Linked DNA regions of Delphinus delphis: region 2 is linked to region 1. Evidence: chromatin contacts called from public Hi-C data. All regions are on one chromosome and are shown on one strand. The core of a region is the stretch at or near the end of the contact, and the rest is flanking DNA. Distances in the headings are between cores, read along the strand shown. Region 1 holds the start of TAOK3 (TAO kinase 3). Region 2 holds the start of RFC5 (replication factor C subunit 5).

Region 1 (3,714 bases), core at 497-2,996:
TGCGCCACCAGGGAAGTCCCACATCTTGTCTTCTTGGCTGCAAATAACATCTGTTAATGATCATGCATTTTTTTATATGACTAGACAGAACTGAATACTTGCGTTGTGAAAATCTACCCCATTTCTTCTGTCCATATTGCAACTGGTAGCATCAACACTCAGTAAAGGATGAGGACCTAGTCAAAAAAATTCTCTCATGACTTTAGTCTTACCCAACTTTTATAGTTGTCTAATATGATTTTGGACAGTCTGTAAAAATCAAGTTCCCTTAAAACCAAGTACCCTTTTTACCACCTTAAAATCACTCTACATCCCTTCCCAAAATGGCACTCAGTCACATCGCTCAGGAGACATCTACATCCAAATTCATTTTAGAGGAAGTACTGCCAGCACTCTTCTACAGGCCCTGTCTACATACCCTAACACTCAAATCTTAAAGGGGAGCATCTTAATTGGAATGGGTATGATTTTAAAACACTAGGAAAAACATGAATAGTGTTTAGAACACAAATTTTGTTAGCAGGAGTTAAAAAAGAGTTAATGATGGAAAGTTTTCTAAGAGCTAAGTCCTGCATACATCTGACAATGCTTAGGAACAAACTGTGTTCCTGAAGTGAAACAATGTCTTCACAAATTTCATAAACTTTAGGATTTAGGGGTGAAGGTAGCAGTTTTCAGTTTCCAGTATTGATTTAATCAACATATCCAGTTTCACAAAAAATATATAAAGAATGGCTCCGAGTTAACACCATGCACTTTCTCCCCTGGCAAGCTCCATCTTGCAGCTTGGATCAAGATGGGTCTCTGGTTATCACGAGTTGCACTTGGGTCAAAGTTCATTATACTTTGGCCACTAGTTCCCACAAAATCATTAAAATCATTTCCTGTGGCCCTGAAAAAGAATATGTTGAACAGGCTTACTGAAGCCTTGCTAAAGCTAACAAGGGTTCCCCTACCACACAGTTCCTGTTCCTACTTGTCAAAATGATTATCATAACCCACAAAGTGAGTATTTCTTAAGTTTTGTCCTTGTACCTATCAAAATGTGCCCCGTCAGTGTTGAGTGCCTGTGTGCTGAGTATGCATCTAGTACATAGATTTTTTTCCCCCAACAGCATCAAACTAACGTCTCTAGAACGCAGTGCAAGTAAGGGCAACTCCCTTGCCAAAGATATAAAAGACTTTAAATCCAGGAAATTTACAAGTCCTGAGTAAATAAATGCCATTATTAATTTGTGGTAGAATTACTTAGAAAGCTGTGCCAGGTCTAACGGGGGAATGGGGGCCTGAAAGGCTCTAACATGGTGGTCCCAGGGAGTCCCAGAGGGCCTCGGCCTCTGGGAGTCTCCCAAGAAAAGTAAAGGCTCAGTGGGGAGTGCCATGAACTTTGACCCCAACTCAGCACAAACAAGGCAGACCGCACCCGAGGCGGGCCAGTGGGTAACTGAAGTTGCAAGCTCTTCCGCATCTGAGGAAACCCCGCCCCGTCCCGCACCGCCCACCTTCAACTTCGCCAATCCTTGGGCGCCATCGACAGCTCGGTGTCCCAGGCACCTCCAATCAAGTACCTATATCCGGCCCCAGGTCTGCGCCCCACGATCAGGGAAGGTCAGTAGAGAGCCTATCGGAGCCTGTCTGGGGGCGTGGTCGGGGGCAGGGGGCGGGCGGGCTGGGACGGCGGGGCGGAGCGCGCTCGGCGCAATCGGGTGCGATTGGCCACCCCTGGCAGGAGCCGCACCTCGGACAGCAGCAGCGGCGGCCGCGGGAGGGTCCGTGTGGCTCCCGGTGGTGGCGGCGGCGGCTGTGGGGACCTGCGTGAGAGAGTGGGACCCGACGCGGAGACCGCGGGCGGAGGTTCCGCGCGGCCGGACCCGACACTCAACGACTGGACCCGGGGATCCACCGGGGAACAAGCGGCAGAAGAGCGACTCGGTAACAAGTGTGGGAGAGGAAGCGGCGGCGGCGACGCCGGGCCCGGGATGGTGACAGCAGGTCTGAGGTGAGAGCACCGGGGCGCGGAGAGGTGACAGAATGAGTCGGGGCGAGGGGACCCAGGGCGGAGTGGGGTCGGCGAGGACCCGAGTGAGGGGAGTTCCGGGAGTGGGTTTGACAGTCTGGACTGTGGAGAGGAGATCCCCAGAGGGGCCGGCCCCGCGGGTCTGAGAGGGAGACCCCGAGAGGACTTGGGACAGAGCGGGTGTGAAGGGAGGGGACCCCCAGAAGGACTGGAAAAGTGGGTCTGAAGGGGCACCCCCAGAGGAGCCAGGACAGTGGTTCTCAAGGGAGGGTACCCTGAAATGGGCAAGGACAGCGGCTCTCAGCGGCAAGGGGACCCCGAGAGGGCTTGGGACAGCAGGTGTGTTGGAGGACCCCGAGAGGGGCTGGAACAGCGACTGTGACGGGGGACCCCGCGGGGGCTGGGGACCCGGGTCTGAGCGGGGACCCGGGGGGCGTGCGGTGGAGGCGCGGCCCCGCCCCGCTTGGGTGAGAAGAGGGGGCCTGGGTCCGGGTCGCGGCGCCGGGTGAGTCGGGACAGCCGGCCTCCGCTCCCCGGGTGCACTCAGACGAGCTTCCTAAGGGCGGAGTGGGAGACGGGGGATCGCCTGAGCCCCCGTGACTCTGTGGGTGACTCTAAGGAAAGGGGATTATGTAATGAGACATCTTCTAGGAGAACGCGCAGGCTGGAGGGTCTGGCCGAAGCGCGGGGATCTTGGAAAGGGCAGGAGCGAGGGGCTGGGGACCTCTTCTCACTGGCCCCCTGGCTTCCCGTTTGTTTCTCCGAGTTGGGCTTGGATGCCTTGAAAGTGAGGGGCTTCCTGAACTCGATAGCTTCATCAGGATGAAAAAGTTGGAGAGGACTTCTTTAACTCACCGCAAACCGAGTGGAAAGGGAAAGGGACCCTTTTGGAGATGCAGGTTTTGGGTTAATTAGGCTGTTGATTTTGATAGACCCTGCCTTTTTCACTTCGGCTCAGCAGAGAGCTTAGAAAGTTTTTCAGGTTCGGCAGCACGTCCGTATCAGTGTTTACAATGCAGACTCAAAGGAACTATATACTAAGGTGGACTGTTTATCTTTGATGTGTTGGAAAGATAGTTGGAAGATCGAACTAAATTTTGAAAAGAGGTTTTGGAGTCGCCAAACTAACAGCACTTTCCAATTGGATTTCTAATTCTAAAAGCTACCAGGACTGAGTTTTAGACATAATTCCAGGACAGGCTAAGGATAGAGATAAGCCTATTTAAACCGGACACCGTACGCGCTGGTGGGAGGCAAGTGTGTGTCTATTAAAATGCTGAAACGAATAGTGGAAAGCGATAGGGGGTGGGAATTGGGGGGCAGCCTCCTACTTTGATGGATATGAAAATTAAACTAATGACCAGGCTAGTTGTTTGGAATACTTAGGATTGTTAATACCGCCCCGACTACTTCTCGAATGTTCTCTTGAATGCACACGCTTTGTTGCGGTTGCACACAGCAGTTTTGCATTTGAATGTTTTAACCTCTTTTTCTCTGTGTTGCTTCTCCTCACCCCGTATCGTTGCGACGAGCTTCTTTTTCATAGAAGCAGACTTAGAAAATGATGGTTTGGGGGAAATACTAGGGAATGTAATTATTCTATCATTTTGCAGTTATTTAGATATCTTCTTTGTTTCAGGTTTAGAATAATGTCTTATTGGAAGCCTTTGCCCATGTTCAGTAATGGGCAACTAAGA
Region 2 (3,532 bases), core at 796-3,295, 300 kb after region 1:
AGTTGGGCTGAAGGTACTTCAACCATATGTTCAAATCTGGGTCAGATGCAGGAATGAAAAATCTGAAGGACTCAGCTCTTAAAGCCACATCCCATAAAGCTCAATCAGATCCTTCAAAATTATTACTCAGTAGAGACAACATTCCTAAGAAGTGTATTCAGGTCCTTCGACTAGGATACCAGCCGCTGACACATGGATACATACTGGTACTCAAGATGTCCTGATGAGAAATGAGATCATCCAGTGTCTGTGGCCGGTATTTTTCAACCCTGAAATACAATTTAGCATTGATTACAACATATATAAAGGCAAGAACATTTTGTTATGTGCAAAAGAATCCTTTCATATCCTAACTAAAACAGAAAGAGATACAAAACCCTTTAACAGTGGTTCTCAACCGGGGCCATTTTGTCCTCCAGTGAACTCTTGATAGTATCTGGAGACATGTTCCACTGTCAAAGCTGAGTGGGGGGTACTACTGGCATCTAGCGGATAGGCACCAGGGATGCTGTTAAACATGCGGCCATGCACAGGACAACCCCCATGCCCTCCCGCGACACCCCACATATCTGGCCCCAAATATCAATAGTGCTAAAAAACTGCTCTCATTTCATCTTTCCAGCTGTCTGCCTATAATCTCAACCTGGATGGGCACCTAAGTTAATCCAAAATTGAACTCATATCCAAATATAAATTAACAGATGAATGGATAAATAAATGGTGGTATAGCCACACAAGGGAACGTTATTTGGCAATAAAAGGAAATCAGTTACTGATATAAGAAGCCAGTAACGGGACATCCCTGGTGGTCCAGTGGGTAAGACTCTGCACTCCCAATGCAGGGGGCCCAGGTTCGATCCCTGGCTGGGGGATTAGATCCCGCGTGCCTGCTGTAACTAAGAGTTCGAATGCCGCAATGAAAGATCCCACATGCCGCAACGAAGATCCTGTGTGCCACAACTAAGACCCGGTGCAGCCAAAATAAATAAATAAAAATTTCTTTTAAAAAAAGAAGCAGCCAGTCACAAAAGGCCACGTATCATATGACTCCATTTATATGAAATATCCAGAATAAGCAAATTCATAAGAAACAGAAAGTAGATTAGTGGTTGCCACGGGCTGAGGAAGGGGGGAATGGGGAGTTGCCAATGGGTATGGGGTTTCCATTTGGGATGATGAAAAATTTTGGAACTAGATAGTGGGATGGTTACATAACATTCTGAATGTACTTTATGCCACTGAATTGTACATTTTAAAATGGTTACAACTGTGAATTGTATGTTATGTATTTTTATTACGATAACAATAAACTGAAAAGAAACAACTTGGAGTTTTCCGAAATCAAGTCAAATTCATTCACTCTTTAAACCATCACTAAGACACAGTTGTGTGAGTAGGATGGTTAAGAGTGCAAGCTCTGAATCTGGACCAGCTGGGTTCAAATACAAACTTATTTTCCAACTCTGGACCTCTGGCAAGTCATTTAACCTTTTGGTAAAACTGGAATAACAGTACCTTCTTCCTAGTGTCTGTAAATTTCCAACATCTAATAGGGTGCCTGCTAATCTAATAGAAAGTCACTTAAATAAAAGTTAACTAGGGAGCGTTGTCATCATCATCATCATATTATTCTAGTTTAGAATCTGACCAATAATCGTACCGAGAGAAGAGAATATTTTGGCAAGAGAGAAGAATATTTTGCCACGGAGGTCAAGGTAGTGTCAGAAGACACGAGATCGAACCCCTGTGCCGATCGAACCCTGGGGCGGCGGGGCGAGGACGGGGTGGGGACCTGCCACTTGCCCACTCCGGCCACCACCTCCCCGCGCGGCCGACCCCCTTCCCCGCGGCTGCTGGGCCTCCTCCTACCAGGGCAGGTTCCTGATCTTGCCCCCTTCAGGCTGCTGCTGCTGCTGCTTGTGCGCTGAGGTCTCCATGACAGGGTGACGGAGGTCGCTGGGTCCGGTGGGTTTGTCGCCTCCCCCAGCTGCCTGCTCCGCGACCAGTCAAGACGTGACCCCGAGACCCACGTACTTACAGTTCGCGCGCAAACGCAACTCTCGCGATGTTTAGCTGCTGGCTTCCGACTTCCTCCCCTCCGGTCCCGCCCCCTCCCCGTTGCTAAGGCCTCTGTTGCCTGGTTACCGGGAGGCCCAGGCCGTCAGCCTTGTTCCAACTCCGCCGTTCTAGCCGGGGCTGCCCTCTCTCTGGTGCGGCTTGGGCGTCCCGAGCCCAGCGAGCGCGGGAGCAGGAGAGGCAAGGCCACCCCTTACAGTTCTTGAATACAGTTGCCGTATGAAAAAAGGCTCCAAATACTTTGTTGGCCCCAAAGCTGGCAGGTGAGTACTTTAAATTGAAAAACAATTCCAAGCACAACTCCAACTCCAATCCGTCTCCCAAATCCATTTCCTTCACCCAACAAAATTTACAGAACCGACCGACCTCTAGAAACAACTCCAGAGCGAAAACAAATAAATAAGTAAGTAACTTCCATTTAGGTTAATATGTGTAACTGGAAAAGGCTAGTCAGTAAGCATAGAGGACAGGCTGCCTCTGATCTCAAGCTACTGAGGAGAATCGTTATCAAAATGTTAGCATTTTTTTCTGAGGTGAGGGGATTATGGACCACTTTTGTTTTCTTCTATTTTGCTGGTCTGTATTCCCAGCAATGAGTATGTATTACATCCATAATAAAGTTTTTTTTTGTTTCGTTTTTTGTTCTTTTGCGGTACGCGGGCCTCTCACTGTTGTGGCCTCTCCCGCTGCGGAGCACAGGCTCCGGACGCGCAGGCTCAGCGGCCATGGCTCACGGGCCCAGCCGCTCCGCGGCATGTGGGATCTTCCCGGACCGGGGCACAAACCTGTGTCCCCTGCATTGTCAGGCAGACTCTCAACCACTGCGCCACCAGGGAAGCCCTGTTTTTTTTTTTTTGTTTTTTTTTTTTGCGGTACGCGGGCCTCTCACTGCTGTGGCCTCTCCGGTTGCGGAGCACAGGCTCCAGACGCGCAGGCTCAGCGGCCATGGCTCAAGGGTCCAGCCGCTCCGCGGCATGTGGGATCTTCCCGGACCGGGGCACGAACCCGTGTCCCCTGCATTGGTAGGCAGACTCTCAACCACTGCGCCACCAGGGAAGCCCTGTTTTTTGTTTTTTAACATGCTGAGAAAGGCAACAACCCTGGGAGAAGATGAGGCTGGACCGGGATCAGAAGTGTTCTGATTCAGAAGTAGCTGCTCCTTGCATCTTATTACATCACCGTCGCCTGTTTTAGGAGCAGAGTAGAGGGACAGAGGACAAATACACGATGGCAGTTATGGCTTCACCCTCGCCCCTGCCTGGGGAGTCAGAAGAAGGGGGTCAGATGGGGCTTGTGATATGACAGTGCCCCTGCTCTCTGCTTCCTCCTGACACTGGTTGTGCAGGTCGCTAGGGTACCACTGTTCCCGCTCAGCTTTGGGCAGGTTACTTCTCTCCTCGTCCAACCATATCTACTCCAAGATGGCTGTGAGGATTAGATGAAATAACATAGGTAA

Evidence for each region. A called contact is a pair of places that touch in the nucleus more often than the background predicts.
Region 2: a contact with region 1 is called in a Hi-C map of muscle, with 4 times the contacts expected there. The contact joins the promoter of RFC5 here to the promoter of TAOK3 in region 1. A contact is called at or near these places in 2 of 3 Hi-C or Micro-C datasets (lung and muscle).

What each region holds. Positions count from the first base shown.
Region 1 is chr13:10,913,233-10,916,946 of mDelDel1.2, forward strand. It overlaps TAOK3 (TAO kinase 3), which reads left to right and starts at 1,747. Exons shown (of 21, transcript XM_060028084.1): 1 at 1,747-1,999.
Region 2 is chr13:11,215,629-11,219,160 of mDelDel1.2, forward strand. It overlaps RFC5 (replication factor C subunit 5), which reads right to left and starts at 2,046. Exons shown (of 11, transcript XM_060028091.1): 1 at 1,870-2,046; 2 at 205-269. The coding sequence starts at 1,937.